2 separate regions of the Mus musculus genome follow, and region 2 is linked to region 1. A link is a contact called in public Hi-C data. All regions are on one chromosome and are shown on one strand. Each heading gives the region's core, a stretch centred on a gene start, on an enhancer-like site or on the middle of the called end of the contact. The rest is flanking DNA. Distances are from core to core; before and after follow the strand shown.

What was found. Hi-C and Micro-C count contacts between places; a contact is called where the count stands out from the background.
Region 2: a Hi-C map of cerebral cortex shows a contact between it and region 1, with 4 times the contacts expected there. The contact joins two enhancer-like sites. A contact is called at or near these places in 2 of 15 datasets of contacts at CTCF or cohesin (large pre-B cells and pro-B cells), 38 of 484 Hi-C or Micro-C datasets (B cells, the BV-2 cell line, the CH12 cell line and 18 more), 7 of 115 datasets of contacts at active chromatin or transcription factors (T-cell acute lymphoblastic leukemia, embryonic stem cells and stem cell-derived neural progenitor cells) and 3 of 9 other capture datasets (adipose tissue, embryonic stem cells and liver).

What each region holds. Positions count from the first base shown.
Region 1 is chr2:103,726,763-103,733,640 of GRCm38.p6, forward strand. It overlaps Nat10 (N-acetyltransferase 10), which reads right to left. Exons shown (of 29, transcript NM_153126.3): 16 at 6,157-6,273; 17 at 5,392-5,493; 18 at 5,211-5,285; 19 at 4,545-4,661; 20 at 3,748-3,881; 21 at 3,486-3,534; 22 at 1,238-1,334; 23 at 1,041-1,151; 24 at 1-126. Among named protein-coding and RNA genes, the nearest start is that of Nat10, 31 kb to the right of the region's middle. Within about 2 kb of position 4,384, at least 10 of the 459 cell types and tissues checked have an H3K27ac peak or open chromatin away from gene starts, as enhancers often do. A contact at or near this core is called in cerebral cortex, where this site is marked.
Region 2 is chr2:103,999,991-104,006,868 of GRCm38.p6, forward strand. All of the region lies in intron 3 of 4931422A03Rik (RIKEN cDNA 4931422A03 gene), which reads right to left. Among named protein-coding and RNA genes, the nearest start is that of Gm38515, 23 kb to the left of the region's middle. Within about 2 kb of position 2,906, at least 13 of the 459 cell types and tissues checked have an H3K27ac peak or open chromatin away from gene starts, as enhancers often do. A contact at or near this core is called in cerebral cortex, where this site is marked.

The sequences.
Region 1 (6,878 bases), core at 3,134-5,633:
ACAAGCGGGAAATGGCTGGGATAAGATCCATGATGAGGTGGTAATCGACCATGTTCCGAGAGTACATCTCTAGACGCTTCAGGTCATAGGGAAGGAAAAGTGCCTCCAGATGCTCCCGGCCTAGGGCTGTGCATGCAACAAGAGCCCACCAGTCAGGGCAGTCTGCAGCCCTCACAGGATAGGACGCAGCACACAAGGCCAACCAGGAAGGGGCTGGACGGCTCAGCAGTTAAGTGCACTCGCTGCTCTTGCAGAAAACCCAGAACCCACATGTGATAATTCACAACCAACAATAACTCAACTTCCAGAGACTCTGACGCCCTCTGACCGCCACAGGCACCAGGTACAAATGCACACATGCAGACAAAATAAGGCACACATAAGTCTCTAAGTAAATGTGGTAAGATGCCTTGCTACCAATAACATAATCCCAGGCTGGTAGTTCAGACAACCACCAATATGCTGGGTCCAAGAAAGATCCTCGTGCCCTAACGTTCTAAGGACACACCTCCACTCTCCCCATTTGTCACTCTTTCTCCAGGGTCACCTTACATGCTCTGCCCAGGTCAAAGAACCCAGATTTTCCCATCAAAATACAACCCACAAGACATAATATACACATAAGAACGTGTGCATAGCCACAGATATACACATAAAAATATATATAAATGTAACTGTTAATAGAACAAAATGACTGCTCATGACCTCCTATGCAATTTTTAAAATTTTCATCCAACTAAACAATGATTCTATGCTTTCTAGATTTATAAAGCTATATAGCTTTATAGTTATATAGTTCTTCTATATACCAGTCAGAAGGCTGAGACATATTCTTGGTGCTATTTCATAAATACTCGAACACAGAGCCCCGAGACTGAGCTAGTTCCCCTCAGAGCCCAGGTTCCATAGCTAACCACTGTGTGAACCTGTCTTACACCTGAAATCCAGGCACAGCCTGGGCAGGAGAGAGGCTTGGGGAACAGCAGGCAGCATGGAGACTGTGGACTAGAGCAGCCCTCAGCTCCTGGGTGACAGCTCACCTGGCAGGGCTGACTTGGCTACGTTCCTGTTCTGAATGATGTTCAGAGACAGGGCAGGAGAGAAGGTGCTGAACTGGTATGACAGCAAGGCCAGGAACCGTCTTCGGAAATCTGCAGGGCACAGAAAGGCAGTTAGCAATCTGCAGGTGCCCTGGCCTGTCACCTCACTGTCCCCTCTCCACTCGTCTGGCGTTTACCTTTCCAAAATGCTGCCAGCCAAGCTCCCTGCTCAGCCTCATCCTCATCGGCCAGCGTCTTCAGCATAATGCACGAGTGTTCCCCAGTCAGGTCGTTCTAGGGGACACACATTATTGCTTGGAACCAATGTCATGGTGCTCCCACCCTGCCCCCATGGGCTCGCATGGTAGGCAGCCGCCTAAGAGGCCACGGGATTGGAGCAGGCCCAGCAGGAGTTTAGGTAAGGCCTGATTTCTGCTCCGCACCCACTCCTTTCACTGAAGTCAAGGCCATGAAGGCAGGCTTCAATCCCTCACCCTGTCAGTGAACTTTGTTCCTTATAAAGCAGAAACTTCCCAGCAAACTCAGACGCCCAGCTGGCAGCCGGTATGTTTATACATGCTTTGTGTAAGAGACAGTCTTGCTCAGACTCTGGATGCTTCAAGCTTCACTAGGGGCTGACATGGTGCAAGATTACAGAGTTTTGGACCTTTTACTACATAAGTTCTCAGAACTGCATGGCAGCATCTAACGGCAACGACAGGTCAGAGCAAGCAGGTCAAGGGACAAGGACAAAGGTCAAAGGGACAAGGTCAAAGGATGCCTATGGCCTGTTTGTGGCTCACAGATTTACGTCCTCCCTGCAAGCAACTGCTGAGCGCATCTGTCTATCTAGATAAGTATGCCGACAGGCACGAGCCCATCTCCACTCCCTGCCAGCCCGCACGGGAGTCTCCATGTCACATGCCAGACTTCAAATGGACATTCACCACCAAACTTGAATACCAGATTTGCATTCTCCAAAAGACACATGTGCTTGCCCGCTTCAGCACTGTGGGCCTTGAAAACAGAAGTGACTGGACATCTTCACTCTCTTACTGCTGCACTCACACTCCCCATGACCCTCCTGGAGTGAGGGATGAGTTGCTAGCAAACCTCGAAATCCTGGGTTTCAGTGTCCTGACCCCACAAGGCCTGCCCTCGCAGTCAGCCCTCTCTTCCTGCATTCCCTGTCTCTACAGTGAACAAAGGCCAAGACTCTTCTACCCAACATGTCCTCCCCATGCACACGCCACAGCTACCCTGCTCTCTGCTCGCTTCCCCTCTGGGAAACAATGTCTACTCATGCCTATATCCCCACCTCCCATTATCACCAACTGTAACAAGCCCTACTCCATTCTGAGCACCAGTCCTGGCAAATCCAGTAGCCACCTGTCCTCCTGCTCTATGTGATGTCAGCAGCATCTAAGTATGCATCTATTCACCAAGTACATACAACCTGGAGATGCCAAGTGCCGCAGAGCAGGAGTGAACGTCAGTAGTAGTTATGCTGAGTACCCAGGGTGATCATCACTGGACTATTAGGGTCCTGTTTGAAACCCACCAAGAAACCTCTCCTATGTTTTGTTATGTGGTGAACTAGACAGCTTGAAAGTTCCATTTAAGAATGAGAATGCTGGGCTGGAGAGGTGGCTCAGAGGTTAAGAGCACTGTTTGCTCTTCCAGAGGTCCTGAGTTCAAATCCCAGCAATCACATGGTGGCTATCTGTAACAGGAGCTGATGCCCTCTTCTGGTGTGCAGACATAAATGCAGACAGAACACTGTATACATAATAAATAAGTAAATATATCTTTAAAAATATTTTTAAAAAGTGAGAATGCTGTGGCATTCTCTCCAAGCTCCATCTGTCTCTATCCCTGACCACTTTCTTCAGTTCTGGCCCCTTCCAGTCATCTGGTTTAGGTTTAAGCTGCAGGATAGGCCACTATGCTACAACCAGCATTTGCCACCATGAGGAGCAGTGTTCCTCACTGCTTGCTGCTTTTACCTGTTAGAAAACAAGCTTCAGGCTTCCCCATGCACTGGCTGTTTCCCACAGACACTAACTGCATTCCAGGAACTCACCGCTGTTTCTCACCCTCCCAATCATCTGCTGCCCACCTCTCTCCTTCAGAAACCATTAACACTCAGTTCTGTTATACACACTTAGGGAACTCCAGCCTGCAGGACTGAATCTACAATCTGACAAATCAGTCCGTGTGTGTACCCCTGCCACGTGAAAATGGAGCACAAAGCCACAGATGCACCAGACCTGCCAAGGTCAGGAAGGAATCACTCTGTACCAACCCGCCTCTGAACAAGCAACACCTTAACAAATACAGAAGCACCTGCCCAGGGCACAGCGAGGAGGAGCCAAGACAACTAGAGGAGGAGGTGCCAACTGCAAACACAAACCCAACCCCTCCTCTACCCCAAGCCTCACTTACTGGGGTCTGTCTCAAATAGACAGGAACAAATCCAGCTCGTTTCCAGAACCTACAAAAGGGGGGTAGAGGGGGTGGTCACCATTTATGACTCCTGGAAGTTGAGAAATAAAGGCAGAAGGGACAGGAGGAGGGACAGGAGGAGGGACAGATGGAGGAGGCAGCAGACAATGACAGAGACCCCAGCTGCAAAGGAAGACACCACCCACAGAACTGTCGTCTTCCACTGAAGTGGGCTGGCTCCAGAGGACAGGCAGGCACTTACTTGAGAAGCCTGGGGGTCAGCCCATAGGAAACCCCCAGGTAATCCAGGCGCTCTGCAGGCCTCTCATTCAACTTGAGGAGCAAGGGGGGCAGATCCTTCCGGGGAGTAATAACTTCTTCCAACAAGCTGACAGCCTAAGAAGAAGCCATTACTCCCTTAGCAAAGCAAGAGGCTCGTGGTGTTCTCAAGCCATCCAGTACACTACACAACAACAGGCAAGAGTCTTCTGTGTCCCTATGGTGTCCAAATAGGACTCAAGAGTCCCGAGATCACCACAGGGATAAGCCAAAGCATATGTGCAATCACCGAGTTCCCAAGACCAAAAGCAGGGAAAGGCCACGGTTCAGCAATGCCTAATACACTTTAGAAGGGACAGGGGCAGGGTTCTGAAAATGCAGCGTGAAGTTGTGGTTCTGTCACCTGACACCCCTGTGACCTTGGAGAGTAACCCTCCTGAGTCTGAGGTAAGTCAAGGCCCACAAGCACGGGCACATTACACAAACCACCAAGCACGTGTGTGTGCAGGCAGCCTCAAGCAAGGCAAAGCGGAACTCTGCGATGTGGGCTGATGCTGACAGAGGCTGGTGGGGAGCCCTCCAGCTTGCAATGCAGCACACTTGCAGACTAGTAAGCACGTTTACTCCCGGAGTGTCTGCTGCAGCAGCAGATGGCACTGGTGAGTAGGCTGAGACTCTACAGTGTTAAGCTGAAGAAAGTGGCTGGCTGCCCAAACGCAGAAGACCCCAGAGAACCATCCTCTCAGACTTAGGACTCTGGCTTTGCCAGAACATTGTTACCTCACTGCTCACGGTGCGGATTTCTTGTGGTGTCTCCAAGACTTTTTCCTCCAGACAAGGGAACTTGCCTTCATAATACATCTGCAGCAGCTGCAGCGCTCGGCTGCCATATCCCATCTATGAGCACACACAAGATACAGCAGAGGGAAGACGCTCCGTCTGTTTAAGCTACTTGTGCCTTGCTTCTAAAGCATTTATTCCTGGTCAAACTGCATTTGGAAAAAAGCTACCAATAAAACCCACTGTAGTCAAAGCTGGCTCTGGGGCCAAACACAGTGGGGTTCTTAGGTTAGTCTAACCCTCCAACCACAACCCACTTGCAACCTGGACCTAACGGTAGCTGGCTGTGCCACTGCCAGAAAGGGATGCTCGACAGCTGACTCCTCAGTGTGGCTTTCAAAGCGACAGAAGGAAGTTATAGAAAAACAACCTGGTTCAACAAGTCCTACGTTCTAACACAGGTAGGGAAAGGAAGGAGTCTACACCAACAACCTTGTCCCTGGCCCACCCACAAGTTCTTGCTATATTCTCCTGAGCAGAGTACACCTAAAATGTCACTGGTGTATCCATATTTTTATTCCAACAGCTAGGCACACTGCCCAAAGGGCTGCCAGGAGCCCACTAGAGAGCAGCACACAAGGTTTAAAAGAAGAGAGGACATGTTACCCCTTGATAATCTGGGTGAACAGCAATTCGAACAACCCGTCCACCAGAAAGGCCTCCAAAGTCTGGATCTTGAAACTGTGAGACACAAACCAGTGACTTAGCAACACAGACAACCTGACATCAGACATGCTGGGGCAGCCGCTCCCTCACCTCAGACATGCAGGGGCAGCCGCTCCCTCACCTGTTCCGACACTGTCCATGGAATCAGGTCCCCAGAAGCCTTCTTGCCTCGAGAGAGGCTATTCAAAATGGACTGACGAGAAATCTCTCCCTCAAGGCACACCTAGGGAAACCAAGGCAGGGAAGGCATGCTCTAGCTCCAGATCCCAAGCATCATCTGAGACAGACCCCAAACTAAGTTTTCTAGGCACTGTTTCTTATCCTGGGTTCCGGCTCCACACTGACCACACGACCTCATTAGGATGTGGCAGGTTACTATGAACTTACTGACATCCTCCAGCCCCAAGACCAAAAGACCGAGGACAAGAGGTCAAGTGGAATGTATCACTTAAACGCACATCAGTTAAGACACAGGATACACACAGCTCTGTATGGAGCAGAACAAATCCCAAGACAGAGACGTGGCGAGACAGACACTGTATAAACATGAAATAGAGCACAGTGCAGTGCACTGTGGACACTGACACACTGCAAGTGTGACATCTATAACTCCAAGTTTAGGGAAGGGAAAATGACACAGACACACACCCCCCAGGTGGTAAACATCTTTCTCCATGTAGCCTTTAAGTTTACACTACTCATGTGTGCAAGAAAGAGAAATAAGCCAGCGCTGCCTGTATCCAGCTTTCTCTCCAGTGCACACATCACCTGCCTCAACAGACCTACCCACCTAGATCCATGTCAGGACCCAACAGCTTCCCTGGCCACACTGATGCCCAATAGTTCCCCAAACCAGTGCCACACCATGTTTCTCTCTGCTCTGTACCTGGACAACTGCAAGCACTTCAGGCAGGGCATTCTGGGTGGGGGGCACAGGTGGCAGGAGGCAGAAGAGGTGGTGAGCAGGAGCGTCTGAGAGCATCTGCAGGTCGTTGGGAGAGTTCTGTGGGGCACACACATGGTCAGCGGGATGCTCGCCTACAGTCCTTCACTCACAGGCCTGACTGGGAATTGATGGTGACTGCAGTTCTGCCTTTCTCAAAGCCAAGTGCGACTTGGACACCTAGCAAAGTGCTTATTGTCCCTGTGACAAGGTGACTCTTCACAACGGCTGCAGAGAGACTGTGCCTCCAACACCTACTGCCTTGTCTTCTCAGGCTCAACGCTGGCTGAGTTACATGGAGCCGTAGTTACTTGACAATACTGACTTCCCACCTGAGAAGTGAGCTTGCTCCAGAGAAAGGGCTGACTGCTATTTCAGGAAAGCATGCCACCGTATTAACACCCACTCTTCAGCCTCCCATCAAGGGTGTTCACGAACATGCTACCATACCTAGACCCCCAGGAAGCAGCCTGCCGGATTCTCAGGTTTCAGTACTCTAGGCTCAGGTTCCCTGCTCCTTAGTTCAGCAGGACAAGCTGCCCTTAGAGACGAGCAACACTGCCCCACCCCTCCAGCTCTCACCCCTGAGCTCCCACACAGTCCAAAGCACACAAGCTGACAGGGAACCTCTCCAGTAAGGTCACTGGACCTGCCAGCTTCAACAT
Region 2 (6,878 bases), core at 1,656-4,155, 270 kb after region 1:
TTTAAAAAGACCTGACTCTCAAAACAACAACAACAGAAACAGTTGATAGTATTCTATCTGAGAACCTACATATACAAAATATATAATTAAAAACATGTTAACTATTACATTATTAATTAATAGGCAGTAGATATTGTTAATAACAGGATAGTCATACTAATTAGCATTTTATTATATAGGTATGTCATTAATTGCTAATTTCTTCTTTATGCTTACATAATTTGTTCTGTGAATTACTTGATAATAATTCACAATAATATTTTTGTAGATTTCAATTGAGGATTCAGTAATACCCTTGGATCCAGCATACAGAGCATGCTATAAAAGGTGTATGGAATACTAAATTATTAAGTGCATGACTAACAGTAGGGCTTTGGTTTTTCTTTTAATTATATATTTGCCAGCTAGTAGGATGGCTTGTCAGGTAAAGAAGCTTGCCTTGCAAGCCTGACAACATGAGACTGATACTAGAACCAATGCATAAGTGAAAAGAGAGACTAGACTAGACATCACAAAGTTGCCCTCTGACCCCCACACATGCACCATGGCACACCATGCCCTATCATGCCTTGCAAGCCTGACAACATGAGACTGATACTAGAACCAATGCATAAGTGAAAAGAGAGACTAGACTAGACATCACAAAGTTGCCCTCTGACCCCCACACATGCACCATGGCACACCATGCCCTATCATGCGCGCGCGCGCGCACACACACACACACACACACACACACACACAGAGTTTTGAAATACATACTTATCGGTCAGTAGAACTAAGGACTAGAAAAGTAGTCTCTTAGCTGGACATAGTAGCAGATCTTTAATTTCAGAACTCAGGAGGCAGAGGCAGGTGGATCTCTGTGAGTTTGAGGTCAGCCTCATCTATATATTAAATTCTAGGTCAGCCAAAGCTACCTAGTGAGATCCTGTCATTCAAAAGAAAAAGTAACTTCTTGTTCAGAATACATTTTTAAGTGATATTATATCTCCTGTTGGTTTTGACTATGGATGGTTTTCCTTTGCATAGAGGTACAACAAAATACATGAAACTGCATGCCTTTAATCCTAGCACTCAGAAGGCAGAGGCAGGTGAATCCCTGTGAGCTCATGACTGTTTGCTCTACTTAGCAAGTTCAAGCCATCCAAAAGTACATAGTCTCAAAATAACCAAAACCTGGGGCTGGAGAGATGGCTCAGTGGTTAGGAGCACTGGCTGCTCTTCCAGAGGCAATGAGCTTAATTTCTAGCAACAACATGGTGGCTCACAACAATCTATAATGGGGGTCTGATGCCCTCTTGTGGCATGTAGGTGTACACGCAGACAGCATACTCATTAAATAAAACTGACCGACCAAAAACAAAACAAAAATCACCAACTCTCTTAAGAACAAGTCACCTCATTGCCTTCTGCCAGGAAGTTATAAAAATACACACAGTCATGGTTTCAATCAGCAAAGTATAATAATAGACAAAACTACTCAGAATGATAAAGGTGAGTAAGGCATTGCCCAGCTAGACCAACACACCTGGCTTCCCCAGACCCAGTTACACCTAGATTTAGTTTTAATTAATTAGTTAATTGTGTGTGTGTGTGTGTGTGTGTGTGTGTGTGTGTGTGTTGTACCTGTCTGTATGTCTGTGCACCACATGCATGCAGTGCCCTCAGACGCCAGAAGAGATCTGGAGCTGGAAATGGACCTGGAATTTCAGATGATGGGAGCTGCCATGTGGGTGCTGAGAATCAAACCCTGGTCCTCTGAAAGAACAGCCTGAGCTCTTAACCACTGAGCCATCACAGCGCAACAGATTTAACTTTGCTTCCAAACTTCTCTCATGCTGGGCAGTGGTGGTGCATGCCTTTAATCCCAGCACTTGGGAGGCAGAGGCAGGCGGATCTCTGAGTTCGAGCCAGCCTGGTCTACAGAGTGAGTTCCAGGAAACCCTGTCTTGAAAAACCAAACAATAACAACAATGACAAACTTCTCTCACAGGAAGACATTTCTAACTATCATGACCTTTGTGGAACAGGATCTGGTGTGAGTCACTCATACTCTGGGAGGAAAGATAGGAGGTGGGGATAGGACATGCAATTCTCCATCTGTAGAAAGGCTGCCCGTGTTAGCAAGTAAGACAGAGCCTTGAGATTTTCTCACTTGCCCACGTAGGAGGAAAGGGGTAGATGTGGCATCCCTTCAGTGCTAAAAAGCATCACATCATCCCAAGAATAGTCAGACACTCAAGAGTTGCCTCCAGAACTCTCAGAATTGTTATGGACCAGGCTTTAGCATGGGGCAGCACTATCTACATGTGTGCGCATGCCTTGGGGTTTCCTCAAGACGATGGCAGGGGTTAGGCAGGTGAGAATTAGGTGGGCAGGTGTTCTGAGAAAGGGACAGGGTGCTCAGGTGGCAGGAGGATATCCCTCCCCTTCTTTTGGGGTCCTGTATGGTTACTGCTGCCATGGTGGTGTACCCTCCTTGTCAGTGTCTTTCTTGGATCCCAGTATTTGAAGTTTTCCAGTTAACCTAGTTGCATTGAAATAAAAATGAGGAGGGGAGGCCTTCCTTCGACCTTGGCGTTCTATGGTAGAACTCACGGACATGAATGGAATGGATGAGACACCAATGTCCACGTCGTCTGATTCACAAGGAACACTTCGTTTTCTGAACTTTGTTTCGGCTCAGCAGCCAGCACCTCAGGAGTGGGTACCACTGGAAGTTCAGGGACCTGCTTTGGGTCTACTTGGCCTTGAAGGTGAGTCTGCTCCACCTGCAAATCTTCTAGCCTTGGAGTTTCCTGCTGAGAGTCTCCTTTTGAGGAACTGCTGAGGTGACATAACCTTGGATCCACACAGATACCAGGCATCCTACGGAGCATCTGCGGTGATCTACACTGCTGCTGATACTGCAGCGTGAGTCTCTGTGCGCCTAGCGCCACCTTCCGGACTTCGCCGGTTACTTAGCCTCAGGCAAAGATGAGAAACAAGAGGAACAACAGGTGGCAGCCTGGCTTGATCCCTGGGAGACCCCCCCCCCCCCCTCACAAGAGGGTGGGGGTGTTCAATGATGACCTGAATGAGGAGCCAAGGCCCAGAGAAGATTCCAGACTGAATGCCCTAGACGCCTCTCTAGTAGCTCACCTGGTCACAAGATGCAGGTCCCACCCTCAGCTCCCCAGGCTGCTTCCAGAGCCTCCAAGCAAAGTGCCCGCCTACATCCAGTCAGCCTGCCTCACAGCAGAGCTGCGCTTCCAGCTGGATTGCATAGACTGGTTCTCTGCAAGTAGAGAGACTATAACCTTGGTATTTTGAAACAAATGTAATACTTGCCGGCACAAAGAGCAAACACAGTTTCATGCGTCTGCCTTTACGCTTTTGCCCATGTGAGAACGGCGTGGGTACCAACAGTGATGCATAGAGGTACAGTGCATGCCAGAGACCCTGGAGTCAATCCAGCACCAAACACCAAAACACTAGTGAGCTTTCGTGGAAAGAAGACAGATGACGCAGCTCAGAGCCCAGCGTTCAGTCGGTGACACTCCACCCCGCCCCAAAAGATGAAGAAACCGCGTTACTAATATTATTCAGCCAAGCTGTACCGCTTTATGCCCATCGGAGCTATTGAGAGAGAGGGGCTAATTACGCTACGGAATAGAAGTCTTTGGCTTACATGCAAAGATGGGACCTGGACAGAGGAAGGGGGGAAGGACAGCTGGTAGAGGTGAGGAAGAAGGTGATAGACCCAGGGGAACCAGGCAGCACAGCACCAGTTGGCTTGAACCCTGCTGCTCCTCAGTGGGAAAAGACAGGTGGGTGGTTTCTTGGCTTTTTTTGTTTTGTTTTAGAGACAACCTCACCCTATAGTCGAGGCTGACTTAGAACTCTGTGTACCTTAGGGTGACCCTGAATCTGTGGTGATCCTTCTGCCTCAGCCTTCCAAAGGTTTCACCAAGCAATCTTTTTACTATTTTTTTGCAAATGCAAAAAGCTCCTAACCCAAAACATCCAGGAAATCCAGGACACAATGAGAAGACCAAACCTAAGGATAATGGGTATAGAAGTGAGTGAAGATCCCTAACTTAAAGGGCTAGTAAATGTCTTCAACAAAATTATAGAAGAACACTTCCCTAACCTAAAGAAAGAGATGCCCATGAACATACAAGAAGCCCACAGAACTCCAAATAGACTCGACCAGAAAAGAAATTCCTCTTGTCACATAATAATCAAAACACCAAATGCACAAAATAAAGAATATTAAAAGCAGTGAGGGAAAAAGGTCAAGTAACATATAAAGGCAGACCTATCAGAATTACACCAGACTTCTTAACAGAGACTATGAAAGCCAGAAGATCCTGGGCAGATCTCATACAGACCCTAAGAGACCACAAATGCCAGCCCAGGCTTCTGTACCCAGCAAAACTCTCAATTACCATAGATGGAAAAACCAAGACATGACAAAACCAAATTTATACAATATTTCTCCACCAATCCAGCCCTACAAAGGATAATAGATGGAAAACTCCAACACTAGGAGGGAAACTACACCTTAGAAAAAGCAAGAAAGTAACCTTCTTTCAACAAATCCAAAAGAAGATAGCCACACAAACATAATTCCACCTCTAACAACAAAAAATAACAGGAAGCAACAATCACTATTCCTTAATATCTCTTAACATCATTGGACTCAGTTCCCTAATAAAAAGACGTAGTCTAACAAACTGGATATGGAAACAGGGCCCAGCATTTTGCTGCATACAGGAAATGCACCTCAGTGACAAAGACAGACACTACCTCAGAGTAAAAGGCTGGAAAACAATTTTCCAAGCAAATGGTCCCAAGAAACAAGCTGGGGTAGCCATTCTAATATCGAATAAAATCGATTTTCAACCAAAAGTTAGGCAAAGAGCATGGAATACCCACGAAACAACTCACAGACCACATGAAGCTCAAGAGGAAGGAAGACCAAAGAATGGATCCTTCAGTCCTACTTAGAAGGGGGAACAATATAATCAAAGGAAGTAGAGGGTGGTAGGGACTTGGAGAAGTAGGAGGGGAAAAGAGGGGTAAAATCAGGTATGAGAGGAGATGGAGGAGATGTACAGAGGGTCAGGAAATTGAACAGAGGTGTGTAGCAATGGGGGATGGGGAACTGGGGGTAGTAACCAGAAAGTCCCAGATGCCAGGAAAGCTAGAGCCTCCCAGGACCCCATGGGGATGACATTAGCTGAAATGCCCCACAAAGGGGAGGGAGAACCTGTTGAGACCATATCCAGAGTTTAGGCATGACCCCTGGGTTGAGGGATGGGGCCACCCACACATCTCCAAAATTTTAACCCAGAATTGCTCCTGTCTTAAAATACAGGGACAAAGAGTAGAACAGAGACTGAAGGAAAGGCCATCCAGAGACTGCCTCACCTGGGGACCCATCCCATCTGCAGACACCAAACCCAGACACTATTGCTGATGCCAAGAAGTGCTTGCTGCCAGGAGCCTGATACAGCTGTCTCCTGAGAGGCTCTGCCAGATCCTGACCAACACAGATGTGGATGCTCGAAACCAACCATCGGACTGAGCACAGGGACCTCAATGGAGAAGTTAGGGGAAGGACTAAAGGAGCTAAAGGAGCCTTATCTGGCATCAATGGGAGGGAAGGCCCTTGGTCCTGTGAAGGCTTTATGCCCCAGTGTAGAGGAATGCTAGGGTGGTGAGGCAGGAGTGGGTGGGTGGGTAGTAGAGCACCCTCATAGAAGCAGGGTAACGGGGGGGGGGGGGGAGATGGGAAAGGGAGTTTGCAGAGGGGAAACTGGGAAAGGGGATAATATTTAAAATGTAAACAAATAAAATACCCAATTAAAAAAAAAAAAAAAAAAAAGAACATGTCCTTTGCTTTTAGCCCTGAAAACCCATTTCAGGCTTCTGACCTCCAAAACTGAGGATTGAACCCAGGGCCTTGTGCACGCTGAGCATGCTTTCTTTTTTACATTGATTTATTTAGTGTGTACACATGTGTGCGTGTGCCATGGTGCACCCATGAAGGCCAGGAAACAACTTGTGGGAGTGAACGCTCCCCTTCCATTGTGTGGCTCCCGAGGATTGAATTCAGGTGGTTAGGTTTGGTGGCAAACCCTTTTACTTGCTAACCCATCTTGCTGCCCCCAAGTATGTTAGTTTAGCCATGGTTGTGGTCATTTGTTATGCCAGAGATAAGAAACTAATACAAGTAGCTAAAAAATTAAAACTGTAGGTAAAGTGTATCGTGGAAATTATTGTCAATAATCTGTCCTCGTTCAGCTGTTCTCCTGGAACTCTATATAGTAAATATTTGTATTAAAAAAAAAAAAAAACAACTGAGCAAGGCAGTAAGCAGAGGTCCTCCATGCTTCATTCAGTCCAATTTCCCGCAATGATAGCATGGAAGCCCCTTTCTCCCCAAGATGCATTTGGTCATGAGTATCATCACGGCAACAGAGAAGCTAACTACAACACAGACTCGACAACACTACAACACTACACTACACAACACTACAACGATACAACACAGACTCTAATAGACTGTCTCTCTCTTTGGACTCTAAGCCAAACCAAACCCTTCATTTCTTGGGTCTCTTTTCCTCAAGTATATGGACACAGTAACAACAAAAGCAACAAATATAGTTCCAAACACTTTGTAAAGTCTTAGGGTTGACTCTGCCAAGTTGAATGTCCATGAAGATTCATGCCTAGGTGTCCACAGCCTGCAGAGTCCAAGAATGGAGTCGTATGAGAATTCTGAGTGCTTGTGAGAAAACTCCAACAAGAGTCTTGTGACCTCAATTGCTTCCAAAACATGACATTGTTCTTAGAATGTGGTTTGTTATTTTTTTGTTCCTCCCAGGTAT